4 separate regions of the Mus musculus genome follow, and regions 1, 2 and 3 are each linked to region 4. Evidence: chromatin contacts called from public HiChIP or PLAC-seq data. All regions are on one chromosome and are shown on one strand. The core of a region is the stretch at or near the end of the contact, and the rest is flanking DNA. Distances in the headings are between cores, read along the strand shown.

Region 1 (3,567 bases), core at 781-3,280, 280 kb before region 4:
CTGTATTAGAGAAACAGATCTGTGAGTGTGTCTGAGAGGGTGAATGTAGGTGGGATCATCTCACTCACTGGGCTGGCATACACAGAAAACAGAAAGGGAAGCTGGAGAGACTACAGTAGCGAAGAGTGCTGGCTGCACAGTACTGATGACTAGAGTCGGGCCCCAGCACCCACAAAAGCCAGACCTGCTACATGTACCTGTAGCTCCACCTCTGAACAATTAACATCCTCTTTGAACCACCTGAGCACAAGTGTATACACACCACACATAAATAAGCGCACACGCACGCACGCTGCAGACTGACATTTAAGGACTGGCAAGATGGTTGGGTAGATTAAAGAAGTTGCCAGCAAACCTGAGGAACTAAATTCAATCACCATGACCCACATGGTGGAAGGAGGGAACAGACTCCTCTAAATTGTCTGCTGACTTCCACAAGTGCTGTGGTATGTGCACATTCGTGCATGTGTGTATACATCCCCACACACCCTACACCCCCACAAACACACCCACACAAACAAAAGGAGTAATAAGAATGTGAAGGGCTGGTGAGATGGCTCAGCAGTTAAGATCACTGACTGCTCTTCTGAAAGTCCTGAGTTCAAATCCCAGCAACCACATGGCGGCTCACAATCATCTGTAATGAGATCTGATGCCCTCTTCTGGTGTGTCTAAAGACAGCTACAGTGTACTTCCATATAATAAATGAATAAATAAATCTTAAAAAAAAAAAAAAGCCGGGCGTGGTGGCGTACACCTTTAATCCCAGCACTCAGGAGGCAGAGGCAGGTGGATTTCTGAGTTTGAGGCCAGCCTGGTCTACAAAGTGAGTTCCAGGACAGCCAGGGCTATACAGAAAACCCTGTTTTGAAAAACAAACAAACAAACAAACAAACAAACAGAATGTGAAAAGGGAAAATGGGAATACAGAGCAGTGCTCACACGTGTAATCCTAGCACTGGGAAGGCTGACGTGGGACTGTATGGGTTTGAGGCCTGCCTGGATTACAAAGTGAAACCTTATCTCAAAACCAAGAGTCAGCCAGATGAGCGCTGGAATTTTCATTTCTCTGCATCCTGATCCCACATGATGAGCCAGCAGCCTCCAGCCTTCAGGATAGACTACATTCTCTCAACTATGAGACAAAACAAAAGCTTCCTCCCTCAGGTTACTTCAAGAATTTGGTTACAGAACAAGGGAAGTCACTAACACACTGGACGTTCTGGTGTTAGTTGAAGCAGTGAGGAAGATGCCGAAAGGCTGCCCATTCCAGTTCAGTCTTTGTTCCCATCCCAAGGGAACATACAGTGCCAACAGCCTGAGATAACACTTTGACATTTCTACAGACAGCCTTATAAAAAAAATTTTTTTGAACAAGTAGCTGTGGAAAATTGGAAGCTACTTTTTAGTTACACCCCCAACTCCACCCCCACACTTCACAGTTTGGTTTACAACAGACAGAAGTATCCCCGAAAATGGGTAAGCTGCAAGCTGTTATGCTACACTTCCAACGGCGGCTCTGTAAGGGAGAAGTATGATAATATTTCTAGCTGTCCCCGGCTCAAGAAAATGGCCATATTACCTTGAGGGCAAAAAACTTAATAAACTTGTCCAAGTCCTTCCTGTCCTGGGAGCTGAGTTCAGTTTCCATTGCCTGCTGGAACCTGTAACAGAACACAAGAGAAGCGATGACAAATGTGACTAACCTGTTTAAAAACAGATCACTACGTCAGAGCACAGACGGGAGCCTACTAGCTGTACAACAGTCATGTGGGAGTGGGAGAAGAGATTTCCTTCAAAGATACCAAAGGAGAAAACATTAAAATACTATCACTTGAGGAAACTAATCCCACACAAGCAGCCATATCTAGGAACCTACGAAATATGAGGTCAATTAGACTCACTCTGAAGTTTTGAATATGATGGAGGGGAGGGGCCAAACTCCAGTGCTGTGGGCTTCTGGAGACTTGTCTCTACCCTTCCATGTTGCCATAGGGATGTAGACACATGACTGCCTGGCTTTACGTGAGTTCTAGGGACTCAAACTCAAGTCCTCAAACTTGTGCAACAAGTACTTTACCCAATGAGTCACCACCCAAGCCAGATTGTGAAACTTTGAGCTTTAAATAGAATTTATCTAACTTTCATGAGAAGCATTGCTAACACAAATGAGTTAATCTACATTACTTCAAAAGACCACCAATCACTCTCACTTTTGAAGACTCCAGATCTGTTCTGAGAAGCTAGTGACAGGAAAAGCTATCTTCAGAATAAAGAACTCATATGGGAACACTTCAGTCTCAAGGAAGATCACAAATTTCCAAAGCACATTGGTGCCCACCCTCTCATCTAGCCTAGGGTAAACGTGTATGAACTGGTTTGAAATGATAAGAAGGAATAAAACATTTAGGAAAAGAAGAGCATGAATGTCATGCTAGTAATGGAGTAAAAGATGTTTGGAAATATGAAGTATCCATTTTCTTTTCTTTTCCAAGACAGACAGACATTTTGCTTCCTGAGACCCGCTTCTGAAACTTCATGCCCAACATTATTCAGTAATTCAGGGACTAACAACGCTTATAAGAGCAATCATCCACAATGCTAGAGAGGTAGCTCAATGGTTAAGAGCACTTGCTGGATAGAAATTTGGATCCCAGTACCACGTCAGTTCACAGATGCCTGTATCTCTGGCTCCAAATGCTAAGAGGCCTCCTCTGTTTTCCCTGGGTGCCCCACCACACAGACGTACACTCATATAAATTAAAAACAACACACCTGGGCTAGCGCACTAGTTGTTTGTCCAGAGGGTCTCAGTTCAATTCCCAGAACCTACATGGCAGCTCACAACTGTAAGTAATTCCAGTTCCAGGGGATCTGACCCCCTCATACAGATATACATGCAGGCAAAACACTAATGTACAATAAAATAACAAAAAATTAAAAATAAAAAACACCCTAGAATCCCATAAATGTTGGATGGATGTGGCAGCCCATCTGTAATCCCAGTCCTTGGATCCCAGAGCAAGCTGGCTAGCTGGACTAGCCACATCAATGAGCTCTGAGTTCAAGTTCGAGACCCTGACTTGATACATAAGGAGAGAAGCAACTGAGGAAGATACCTGATATCAAACTGTCTTCTTCATGCACTGTACATACACATATATATATGTGCACATATATATATGCACTGTACATACATATATATATATATATATATATATATATATATATACATATACATGTACTCCCACACATGCATAAAAACACGAAAAAAAGGGGAGAAAGGAAACGCACTCAAATAGGCAAAGAAGTTAAGAGTCAAGCATGATGACCCGTGCACCCGACTCCAGAGCTTGGAAGACGGAGGCAGGATTTAATTTATTTATTTTTTGGTTTTCGAGACAGGGTTTCTCTGTGTAGCCCTGGCTGTCCTGGAACTCACTCTGTAGACCAGGCTTTCCTGGAACTCAGAAATCTGCCTGCCTCTGCCTCCCAAGTGCTGGGATTAAAGGCGTGTGCCACCATGACTGGAGAGGAGGATTATTTTGAAGCTTGCTTGTGGACTCA
Region 2 (3,977 bases), core at 452-2,951, 430 kb after region 4:
TACCCTGGAGAAACACTTTGACAGAAACAAGCTGTACAGATTTCTGCCAGTGTGGCCGGCTACCTGTTGAACAGTGACTTGGTGCATACTGTCTCCTTCCCAGGCAGGAATCAATATTAATTAACCCACTCCACAGATGAGACCAAAGACAAAAGCAAGCTTGGATCAGGCAGCGAGGAAGCAGTGGAAACAGGATTCGAACCTCTGTCCCTCGCAGCTAATTCTCTTCCCCTGCAAAGGCCTGACCTACCAGGGAGAATCTGAAGCATTAGCCTGGAGGCTTTCCTCAGGTTTGGAACCATCCTCTGGCCCCCTCCTTCTGGTTCTCTCAGCTGGGTTTAGGGCCTCCTTGGAGGATTCAGGGCCTGATCATACCATTTAAGATCGTGTGTGTGTGTGTGTGTGTGTGTGTGTGTGTGTGTGTGTGTGTGTGTGTGTCTGTGTGTGTGTGTGTGTGTGTGTGTGTGTGTGTGTCTGCCCACCTGAGGACCTGGGAGCTAGAGACCCCTTCAATAGATGACAACTTGGCGCCAGAGCCCAGCTGGGGCCTGGCTGGAGCAAGGGTCCCAGGAGAGAGAAAGGCGCCTGCTCCTGATGGGGAAACAATGAGGTATGTCTCAGCTTCTACATTCTGGAGCAGTGACACCCTTCTCTTCTTCGTCACTCTCTCTCTCTCTCTCTCTCTCTCTCTCTGTGTGTGTGTGTGTGTGTGTGTGTGTGTGTGTGTGTGTGTGTGTGTATGTGTGTATGTGTGTGAAAAGGTGAAGAGAGGACAGTCACCGGTTCAACACATCATGCCTTACATCTCTGAAATTCATTCACCTGGTCTAACATCAGATGGAGGGGTGGGTCAAAGAGGAGCTCAGTTCGGTGTCCTGAGTCTTTACACAGTGGGGACCCCCCAACAGTATCCCTGGATATCCACAGGCAGATTCCCCTCCCTCAAGCAAATTGGGTTTCACTGGTTGAGGCCAATCCTTCTGCACCTGTCCTGAGATACAACTGACCAGGGAGCTGCCCAAATTCAGAAGACCCTGTCCAAGATCGCCTAGCAATCTGACCCATCTGGCCAAGCTAGCTGGGAGAGGGGTTCACGACTCTTCTTAAAGGACCAAGGGTTTTGAATTGGGGCCTCTGGGCCCCCAACCCCTTAGCCTACTTCCACCTTGGGTTAGATACCTTGAACGCGGCAGGATAAAGTCTGGGCGGATTGCTGCACCGGGAATTCCATCCAAACCCCAGACCCACTCCCGCCAAGGTGGAGGGGAAAGGCGACCTCCCAGGTTCCTGCCCCAGATCCACCTCAATCACCCCACCCCATGACACGGAATGGCAGAAGGAGCTGCGGGGGGCCACGCGGTGGCCACCAACCTGGACTGGAGGTTGTGGGGGCTGGGGGCTCGGCCGGGAAAGGACGCCGCCCTCAGGGTCTCCAAGGATCCCGAGGTTCCGGGCCTCGATCCTTACCTGAAATTGGGAGGCGACGCGATGTGCAGTCCCAGGAATGGGGAAGCGGCCGGTGGGGACGCGGCGCCCCCGCCCAGGCCGCTCTCTCGCTCCGCCATTCCGGGGTGCAGCCCTGGCCATCCGGGCGGAGAGCGGCGCGGGAGGCGGCGGCGGCGGCGGCGGCGGCAGCAGCGGAGGCGCGTGGAGGAGGCCGCCGCCGCCGCGGGGTTCGGACTGAGCTGGGGCGGGCGCGGCTCCGGACAGCGCGCCGCTTCGCCTGCGGCCCCCGCGAGAGCGCCCCGCGCGCGCCCCCGGGCCGGCTGGGGTCTTGTGGCCCCGCCCCCGCCCCGCCCCGCCCCGGCGCTCTCCGAAGTGCTGACGCTTCGATCCCGTGGCCCTGGGTCCCCTCGGCCTCCCTACACATCCCAGGGACATTCCAAGCACTGGCAAAGCTTTGCTCTCCTCAGAGCTGGACCTAGATCGAGGGCATCAGCGGATGGCAAGATCCTGCTCCCCAAGTCCGTCTTTGGCCTTCCACAGCAACTGGGGTAGGAAAAGGGTTACAGAAGATGGCTGAGAAAGGAGAGATGGTGGTGGAGTGGGGTCCAAGAGCAGTCAGCTATGGGGCCAGGTGACCTAAGACCACAGCTTGGTTCCACAAGTGAACAGGCAGTGGAGAATTGCATTAGTGACCTCATAGTTCCAAGGCTTGTCTTTCCCATGTGTGAAATGGAATATGAGCCCTCCATGAGCATGGGGAGGAAGAAAAACGATAGAAATACTTGTCCCTGGGAGCTGGGAACACCCACCTGTGCACTGGGATCACCTCCCGCAGAAATCTCTGAAGGCCACCTCTATCAAGACCCACCCTTTAGTTTTGTTTTGATTTTTGAGACAGGGTTTCTCTGTATAGCCCTGGAACTCACTCTGTAGACCAGGCTGGCCTCGAACTCAGAAATCCGCCTGCCTCTGCCTCCCAAGTGCTGGGATTAAAGGCGTGCGCCACCATGCCCGGCCTAAAAATGTGTAGCCCAAGCTGGCCTCCAACTCGTGATCCTCCTGCCTCTGCCTCCTTCAGCAAAGACCCCCTTGAGCCCTGACCACCCCTGATAACCTGAGTGATGCTTTTGGTTTCTTAGCCCTGTGAAGCCTCTGTATGCCAGGACTACCCCATCACTTGTTTTTCTTTCATTTCCAGTTTGTCCTGGAAGTTACCATGTAGCCTCAGCTGACTAAGAACTGATGACAATCTTCTTGAGTCTCCTGCTAAACTGGGGGATTAGTGTGAACTCCTGTGCCCAGTTCTCAGCACCTGTCTTCCCACTGCGTTTTCTATCTAGCACCCCTTTTGCACTCACACAGTCCTGAACTGGCTTCTCCTACCCTAAGGCCTAGGACCTTCCTCATCCCCAGGGCCGGATTCTTGAGAGCTTTGTGGTTGCTTCTGTTCCTTGCACCCACTCTGGGTCTAGCTGTGCTTTCTTCCTGGTTCTCTATTGGGTTTTCTCACACAACACCGTTTACCAAGACTCGAGTCCCCGTTTTTGGTGGCTCAGAGAGCCTCCCTGCCAGGTCACCTCTGGCCACAGACCCTGCCCTTCACATAAATGGAGCAGGACAGACCAATGTTCTACAGTCTGTGCAAACTTGATTGCCTCCTTCCCCTTTCCAGCAAGAAGCGTAGGCACCTACCTTGTAGTACTCAATCTCCCTGCTTCAGCCCTGAGAACACTCCAGAACCTAAAGCCAGAGGCCTTGGCTGCCTCTCCCCTCCCTGCCACTGATGCTTCAAGAGGTAAAGGTTTGGTCACTTTAACTCTCTGCTCTGGCTCAGGCCTCTCACAGGAGGCCCTGCCCAAACCATCTGCTGTTAAGGCACCTTCCTCCCTCCCTCCCTCCCTCCCTCCCTCCCTCCCTCCCTCCCAGGAAAGCAGCCATGCCTGATTAGCATGGTTAATGTGTGCTTGTCTCCACTGGGCAGCATCCCCAGGAGGTCAGAAGTGTGTGAGTATGTAGGACAGTTCCCTCTCATAGAACCTCTGCTCAAGAACAAAGGTATCTCAGCTTCTCCAGCCACGCCAAAGCTACATGAGAAGCCCAGAGAGGGAGGCCAGTCTTAGTAGAAAGTAGGCCAGCAGAAGCTTGGAGGCAGAGCCAGGAATGAGATGTGCCCTAGAGTAAAGCTCTCCTTCTGTTTATAGAGCAGACTGTGATTTTCTTTGGCTTTGCATGAGCCCCTCTCGCACCAGGAACACCCATGTGCACGGCATTCTGGCCAGATGGTACAAGACAGGGCCAGCATCCAGGCCTCAGGCTTGGCAGTAGCTTCCTTAACTGTGTCTAGAGGGCACACATACCTTCTTAGCACATTATAAAGAATGGACGCAGTACTCTGGATCTCAACAGGCTACTCAGTACTACTGAGAGGTGGCACGCAGGAACTGATCTTGGTACCCTGTGTGGTTTGGGCTGACTTTTGTTGCTAGCATACCACAGTAGTTTACAGTCTCCTCTATCCAAGGGAGAATAAG
Region 3 (3,419 bases), core at 476-2,975, 300 kb after region 4:
ATTCTGGAATCTAAAATACTTCAACATATGATCAACATTGTAAGTCTCCTGTGAGCTGTTTTACATTTTTTTCTTTACAAAGTCTTTTAACCTGGTGTTTGTATTTTCTACCTGTAGCATGTCTCATTTTCTATAGCCGCATTTCCATGTTCAATAGCCACATGTGGCTAACAGATACTGTACTGGACAGGGTAGCTCTAGAGGTGCCCTTAGTGATGCACAGAGGGACTTGTTTACAGTGGACTTTTTCATAATAGCTGAAACAGAATCAATCCGAGCATCTTTTGACAAATAAATTGTGGTATATTTTTAGAGTAAAATGATATACTACAGTTACAAAAGAAAAATGAATGAACTACAGATTTGTTAATCATCATGGGGAATTTTGCAATACTGGAGGAAAATTAAAATTACAGAAGGATACTTAAAAGCTATTAAAATATAATTGGGACCTGTGTAGTTGAAATGAGAACTTGGCTAATGTATGAGGTTGTGAGGCCCTAGGTTCAATCCATAACAACACACACACACAGTTACAGTTTGCAGGTACATATGTAGTAAAGTCGTAAATTAAAATGAGTGAAAAATTCAGAAGTAGTTTTCTTACAAGCCAGAGAACGATACAACTGGAGAGAAGTGGCTTGCAGATAGATAGATGACACATGTCATTAATGCTCAGTATATAGTTGATATTCAGTTTCACTAATCAAAGAATAATGATAATGAAGTGGATTTCTTTTTGCCTGTGAAACTTGTTAAAAATGTGAAGATGTGGTGGTGTGGCTTGGCACTGATCCCAGTGCTTAGGTGACTTAAGCCCAGAAGCTTGAGAGCTCGAGGCCAGCTGTGCTACAAAGCAGGTGCTGTGTTGAGCAGTCCTGTCTCTGTGAACAGTTCGTGTACTTGGAGAGCAGCAATGCCCACAGATGATAAGACTGTGCAGCCCTTTGGCTAATAGAAATCTACATTTTAAATTGATTTCAGTGTTTTTGTCTTTAGTTTTGGGTTGGGAGTGTTGTTTACTCTGATCATGAATGTTTGGTATATGCAAGGCCCTAACTTCAGTCCTCTGCACCAAAAGAAAAGATTTAAATGAAAATACATTTCTGTTTTTCTGTGAGATGCTCATTTTATGCAGCTGCAGTTATCCTAAGGATAATGGATGGTGTTCTATTCCAGTGGATCTCAACCTGTGGGTCGAGACCTTTGGGGTCACTTACCAGATATCCTGCATATCTGATATTTACATTTTGATTCATAACTAGCAAAGTTAGAGGTACGAAGTAGCAATGAAATAGTGTTATGGCTGCAGGTCACCACAGCATGCATTGTAGTGAAGGGTTGCAGCATGAGGAAGGGTGAGAACCACTGCTCTAGACTTACTAAGTTAGACCCCAGTGCCAGCCAGTCCATGTTTGAGAAACGGCTAGAGATTGGCACAGTTCCCAACCTTTTTCATCTGAGTTTTGAGACTGAACCCAGGCTCCCATGCACAGTGTGGAGTGTTCAGACGCTGAGCTGTTCCTCTATGCCCAAACATTTTTCTTTAAACCAGCATTTACGATCAGGTTTTGACTGATTTGGCAATCAGCAAATAAAACTATTGTCTTTATTTTGGTGTAGAAACGAACAAAAAGCTGTGCATTTGGGGAAATTGGGTAGCTATGTGACCCTATTACAATCTAGACCTCAAACCTGCTGCTAGCTTTAATCAGGCATTCATGTCTCATTCTGAGTGAGAGTCGCTTCTGAGTATTCAGGGATACTTTCACTTTGAATAGAGTGCTAATAATAAAGTCTCTGGAAGAGAAAAAATTACTGAGTACTTTTCTGAACAGTGTTTGGTCTCAGAGTTAAAACCAGAGGAAAAGAGTCCCAGCCAGGTGCTCTGGATTTGACCTGCCTCCATACCTATTAATCTGAAGAGAGCCTGAGACCCAAACAGTGGAGGAAACACACAGCCTTTCGTCTTCCACATGTGTCTGCTTTAGACAGAGTACGTCTGTGCTGCTTTTCTCTCCTAAAGAGTATAGTTCCCACTAGCCTTCTCTTACGCTTGCAGCTCTGAGTCAGTCTGTCTATCTGTCTGTCTGTCTGTCTGTCTGTCTGTCTGTCTGTTTTAGCCAAGGAAGTGACATATCAGTCCAAACTGTGGTTTCTTGATTATGAACTTGGCAGGCCTGTGAAAGATGGGTAGCCAAGGAGCTAAAGGGATCTGTAACCCTATAGGTGGAACAACATTATGAACTAACCAGTACCCCAGAGCTCTTGACTCTAGCTCATATGTATCAAAAGAGGCCTAGTCGGCCATCACTGGAAAGAGAGGCCCATTGGACTTGCAAACTTTTTATGCCCCAGTACAGGGGAACGCCAGGGCCAAAATGTGGGAGTGGGTGGGTAGGGGAGTGGGTGGGAGGGTATGGGGGACTTTTGGGATAGCATTGGAAATGTAAATGAGGAAAATACCTAATAAAAAGTATTAAAAAACAACAACAACAACAAAGAAAGATGGGTAGCTTCAGTTATTACTGCAGTTGGGAACTAAGAAAACATGTTTCTGACACAGGCAGGAGGCAAAAGACTTGCTGAGGAGAGTTTGGAATGGATGTATTGCAGAACAAAACTCAGGATCAGGCATTGATTGAAATGGCCACATGACAGGAAGAAATAATTCTGCAGGTTTGAGCTCATGTGCTCCCTGATAGACTGTGCGCTAGGTGCTCAGTACTGCCTGACATGCTAGTCCTCCGAGAACTCTGGCACTGGAGTTCTTCATGGTTCTATCTTGTTTGCTGTGTCAGTTACTGACCTGAGAGAAAATACAGGTGTGTCAGGATTCTCTCTGATCAGTTACCCCCATTTCCTTCACATCTTGCCCAGAGTACAAGTTGTTCTTAGAATCTCTCCCTCTCCCTTCTCACTCCTCCCTCCTTCCTCCTCTCATTCCTCTCCTCTCCCTTCATCCCTTTCTCCTCCTATCTTCCCCTCCCCTATTTTTCCCTCTATTGTATGGAAGAAAAAAATATTCAAGTTCTTTAAAATGTGATCTTAAAAAGATTTAAAAATAGTTGAATGAGAACATAAAATATTTCATCACTTTTTGATTGGGGGGGAAGGTGTATGTAGTTCTGGCTGTCCTAGAACTTGCTATGTATACCAGGCTAGACTGGATTTACAGAAATCCTCCAAATGCTTGGATTAAAGACTTGTGCCACTATATTTTTAGTGAAAATTGATTTTGTTATTTATGATACAATTGTTTGAAAATATTAAATTTATGTTTCTGGTTTTACATTCAAGGCTGTTTAAAAATTATTTTTAGGTACATTCAGAGAGTAGACTAATGATAATATATAGCAATAAAAAATTTTTTTAAAAGTGACTGGAGAAATGTACAAAGGAGCAAATATGTAGAATGA
Region 4 (4,013 bases), core at 75-2,574:
ATTGACCCTTGTCCTTGGGCCCTGGTCCTTTATGGCTCTTCTGAATGCCCTGATGTGAAAATGTACTGACTGAGACAAAAACTTCTTTGGCCCTCACTTCTTCCAAAGTGCCCCTGGGAACCTCCTCAAAAGCCACAGCTACCTCCAGGCAGCCTGGGCATACTCAGCGGCTTATGCCATCTGGCATCTGAGCTGCTGGGGACACATCCTCTGGTGAAGCCCTCTTCTGGGCGGCCAACTGCTGCTATAAGGCCTTAGAATGAGTCTATTCCCGCCCTTGGACTCTGAAGGCTCTGGCCTTTCATTCCCTCTTCTGCGTGAACCTGTGACTGGAGGAAAGAGTTCTGGTCAGGGCCTGGGCTCCCGTTCTTGGCAAGGAAGGAAAATGGACGGACCCCCGGCTTCCGGCTTCCTTTGGCAGCAGTCCCCTCCCTCCCCCTGCTCCAGCTCAGCTCTCTGCCCCCGGTTTTTGCATTTTTAATTCGGGACAGAATGTGATCTCTTGCAAGCTTCTTGCTTTATCCTGTTGCTATTTAAATTACAAATCGGCCCCATCTCCCTGTCACTCCAGGGTTATTTTTAGCTTCTGGTAAATAGCAGCAGGGAGAGTAGGATCAGGTGCCCCTCCCTCGAGGAGCTGTGTCCCTGCGGCTCTGTGCCCGCTGCAGGGGGCACCCTCCCTGCCAACTGGCGCCACTAGCCGTCCTGGAAGGGTGGAGGGGAAAGGGGGCAGTGGGGGCTGGGACATGCTCAGTTCCTGCTCTCAGTCTCTGGCTAGCTTTGCTAGCCTCTGTTCCCACTATCACTGCTCAGAGGCAGCATCCACCATCCTTCCTGGACCTCCCTAACCGGTCTTACTCTAGCGAGAGATCTAGGGGGCGGTTCATTACTTCCCCTGTATGCCGCTTGTCTATAATATCCTTCAAGCCGTACTACTGAGTGGATACTATTGTTCCCATTTTCCATATGAGGAAACAGGGTTAGAGGTGAAAGTTTCACAGGCTCAGAAGAGTCAGCGCTGGTTTCCGGGAACCCTCAAACCCTCAGACCCCAAGCCCATGTGCCCATGTGTGGAAATTGCTGCCCGTGTTGGAATGGTCTCTGCCCAGGTGGATTACCGCATCAGTGTGCTGTCTACTGAGTCATGGCTCCAGGGCCTCATCCGACCCACTGCCTGATTGTGTAGGGTCCCGTGAGCTAAGAATGGTTTCAATGGTTTCAACATTTCGAGAAACAGGAAGTACCAAAAGAATAATAGTTTGCGACAGTGAGATGACACGAGTTGTAAAGTTCAGGGTCCGTAAGCAAAACTTAAGAGGAAGCCAGGCGCCCTCATTCCTTTACACGCTGCCTGTGATTGCTTTGTGCACCACTGGCAGGGCTGAATAGCTGTGACAAGGAGCACGTGACTTCCAACGCCTGAAATATTTACTGTCTGGCCTTGTGCAGGATCCTACTTTTGTCGAGGAAAAAGTCTGAGCCTCCGCCTCCTAAGTCCGTGTCAGGCAGTGTGTCGGCAGGGCCAGAGCGTCTGGGCCATGATTGAATCTGTACAGGGATACCTCTGCCAGCCACACCCAGCAAATAATATCCATTGTACCCTCTTTTATCCAGAATCTTTCTCTTTGACGTCTCCATAGGTACAAACAAGTGGTTTTCAAACTGACAGGGCTACCAGAATTACTGGAGAGGTTTACAGATCCAGATCGAGACTCTAACCCGAGTCCAAGGCTTTAAGAAACCATTTTATTTTTTATTTATTTTTTCTTGAGGTCTTAAGAGATTGAACCTAGGATCCCACCCATGCTATGCAAGCACTTTGTCATGGAGCTACAACTCCAGCCTTAAGAATACATTTTAGGAGGCTGGAGAGATGGTTCTGCAATGAGCTGGTCTTGAATAAAACCCAAGTTCAGTTCCCAGGAACATATGGTGGCTCACAACTGCCTGTAACTCCAATTTCAGGGCATCTGACCTTCTTGTCTCTTTAGGATCCTGTACACATCTGGCATGCAGGCTTTCTCTCTCACACACACATTTTTTTTTAATCTTTTCTTAAAAAAATTCATTTAAAAAGACATACTTAGGTGATCTGGTTTGGTACCTACTGGGCATAACATTGGAGGTGGTCCACAAACACAGCATCCCTCATACCCTCTGTCTTCCTTAGCTGGAGTCATCATTGCAAGAAGTCTCTTGAACCCAACCCTAACTGGTTAGGACTCCTTCTGTGCTTGGGATAGCTTCTCCCCAGTCCAGATACACATGTGAGACACATGGGCTCTACATACTGTCCTGCCCTTTCTGATGGGATTTATTGGAAACTAGGTCCCCTTTGACCCTTCTCAAATCCAAACTTGTTTTGTTTGCTAGCTTATGATGGCTCTGGAAAGAGCCCAGAGGTACTTCTCGTCAGGCCCCTCCTCCCTAGCATCTTCTCCAATCCTGCTGAAAGCCCCTGTGGTCCTCACTTGCGTCAGAAGCAGCCTGGCCTCAGTCCTGCTTCCGCTTGCACACACCCACCCACCCTCATATTCATTGCCCCCACACTTCTGCCTGAAAGCCCTTTCTCTCCGTGAAGGGCTTTCAACTGCTTTTCTTAGCCACTCCTCACAGCAGGACTGGAGGTTTAGCTGTGAGCTAGAGCTTTATGAAAGTGGCAGGCAGAGGATGTGAAAAGGGTCACGGTGGGCCTGAGCTCCTGACAGCCCTGGGACAGCCTGGAAGAGAGTGCAGCAGGCCTCTCCGGATTTACACCTCCTCCTCTACCACAGAAGGCTCAAAGGGCCTAGAGCTGCATTCTCTTTCCAGACCCAGAGGCTCCCCTTGCCTTAATGCCTTGCCCAGTTCTGGGGAGAAGACTAGACCGCTGGCCAGCCTCAGCATGGCCTCATCCTGTACAGCCCTGCCCTGGTGCAATCCTCAGAAGAAGAGATCCAACTTGGTTACTATGCATCTTTGATGGCCTGGGACTCCCATTTTGACCTGTGGAACAGCTCCTGCATGGGGGTGTTTCAGTCCTTAGAGCTGCCTCTCCATCCCTATGTGTGCTCATGCACATATAGCATCTAGTCAATTCTTTAGTGATGCTCTGTTTTCTATTCTACAAGGCCTCTTTTCTAGCAGCAGTTGATACATTTCCCTGACTTGAATATAGGGAAAAATCTTGGTGTGGTGCTTTTTGTAGGAGCCCAGACATCCAAGAAACAGAGTATGTGTGCCTTTGTCCATGTCTCCTGACTCCCAAATCAATAATATTTCTTCCAAGATTCTTCATGTTCTGTTCTTCCCCCAGGGACACTTTCAGGAGCTCCTGTATCTTAGCTGGAGGCCCCGGGCAGGGCTCTGGAAGATCTTGGTAATGGAGTCTAGCATGCTCAAGGTTCCCAAAGCGCAGGCAGGGCTCTTGGGAACCAAACCTATTTCCTTTTCCTCTGAGCATCATCCCACTTCAGGATGGTGGCTAACTTCCCTCTCTATTCTTTCTCAAGTGATATAGGCCTAATGGCTTCATAACCATTAAGGCCCCTTCAGCTCTCAGGGCTGGGTTGATTTTATGATCCTTCTTCCCAGAAGGTCCAAGGAGAAGCAGGGCAGTGTCAGACATACCCAAGCCCCTTGTGGTTGCCAGTAGACAAGAGATCTGTCTCCTCCCATCAGGCTAATGGAATTAAGGGATGAAGAAGCACATTGAGATGTCCCTATTAGACCCTCCAAAGAAAGTCACTCTGTGCCAAGGCTTGGGGAGGCAAGGTGAAGGGGGAGGTGAGGATGTCTATCTCCCCCCTCTCATCTGGGCACCACCTTGTGAGGAAGAGCACACTTGCTCACTCCAGGTCATTACAGCGGCCTCTGGGGCCCACTCCAGATGCTTCTGCCAGGGGACCCTTTAAGTTAGCGTAGCAGAAGCAGGCAAGTGGGGTCTTACCTAGACAGTTGATGGTGTAAGATGTTGGGTGGGCAATGCAGGGGAGGTGCCTACATCAGTGATGTGCTAGTGAAGGCCTGATGTG

The links. HiChIP or PLAC-seq counts read pairs in DNA pulled down with a chosen protein or histone mark.
Region 1: a contact with region 4 is called in an H3K4me3 HiChIP or PLAC-seq map of bone marrow-derived macrophages, with 3 times the contacts expected there. The contact joins two enhancer-like sites. A contact is called at or near these places in 4 of 39 promoter capture datasets (the C10 cell line, embryonic stem cells, macrophages and 1 more), 6 of 115 datasets of contacts at active chromatin or transcription factors (the 230-238 cell line, bone marrow-derived macrophages, fibro-adipogenic progenitors and 3 more) and 2 of 9 other capture datasets (adipose tissue and liver).
Region 2: an H3K4me3 HiChIP or PLAC-seq map of forebrain shows a contact between it and region 4, with 6 times the contacts expected there. The contact joins the promoter of Mapk8ip1 here to the enhancer-like site in region 4. A contact is called at or near these places in 10 of 39 promoter capture datasets (the 3T3-L1 cell line, cranial neural crest, embryonic stem cells and 5 more), 1 of 484 Hi-C or Micro-C datasets (embryonic stem cells) and 13 of 115 datasets of contacts at active chromatin or transcription factors (acute myeloid leukemia, bone marrow-derived macrophages, craniofacial prominence and 7 more).
Region 3: an H3K27ac HiChIP or PLAC-seq map of microglia shows a contact between it and region 4, with 7 times the contacts expected there. The contact joins two enhancer-like sites. A contact is called at or near these places in 4 of 39 promoter capture datasets (HPC-7-derived erythroid cells, liver and maxillary cranial neural crest), 1 of 15 datasets of contacts at CTCF or cohesin (the NIH/3T3 cell line), 1 of 484 Hi-C or Micro-C datasets (cerebral cortex), 3 of 115 datasets of contacts at active chromatin or transcription factors (bone marrow-derived macrophages, microglia and stem cell-derived neural progenitor cells) and 1 of 9 other capture datasets (macrophages).

The regions. Positions count from the first base shown.
Region 1 is chr2:91,694,336-91,697,902 of GRCm38.p6, forward strand. It overlaps Atg13 (autophagy related 13), which reads right to left. Exons shown (of 17, transcript NM_001355419.1): 2 at 1,583-1,664. The coding sequence starts at 1,651. Among named protein-coding and RNA genes, the nearest start is that of Atg13, 14 kb to the right of the region's middle. Within about 2 kb of position 2,031, at least 55 of the 459 cell types and tissues checked have an H3K27ac peak or open chromatin away from gene starts, as enhancers often do. A contact at or near this core is called in adipose tissue, bone marrow-derived macrophages and macrophages, where this site is marked.
Region 2 is chr2:92,399,562-92,403,538 of GRCm38.p6, forward strand. It overlaps Mapk8ip1 (mitogen-activated protein kinase 8 interacting protein 1), which reads right to left and starts at 1,702. Exons shown (of 12, transcript NM_011162.5): 1 at 1,468-1,702. The coding sequence starts at 1,565.
Region 3 is chr2:92,271,871-92,275,289 of GRCm38.p6, forward strand. The region is part of intron 6 of Phf21a (PHD finger protein 21A); the gene reads left to right. Among named protein-coding and RNA genes, the nearest start is that of Mir1955, 82 kb to the left of the region's middle. Within about 2 kb of position 1,726, at least 61 of the 459 cell types and tissues checked have an H3K27ac peak or open chromatin away from gene starts, as enhancers often do. A contact at or near this core is called in bone marrow-derived macrophages, cerebral cortex and microglia, where this site is marked.
Region 4 is chr2:91,971,092-91,975,104 of GRCm38.p6, forward strand. It overlaps a transcript of Dgkz not described here. Among named protein-coding and RNA genes, the nearest start is that of Dgkz, 23 kb to the left of the region's middle. Within about 2 kb of position 1,325, at least 145 of the 459 cell types and tissues checked have an H3K27ac peak or open chromatin away from gene starts, as enhancers often do. A contact at or near this core is called in acute myeloid leukemia, adipose tissue, bone marrow-derived macrophages and 7 more, where this site is marked.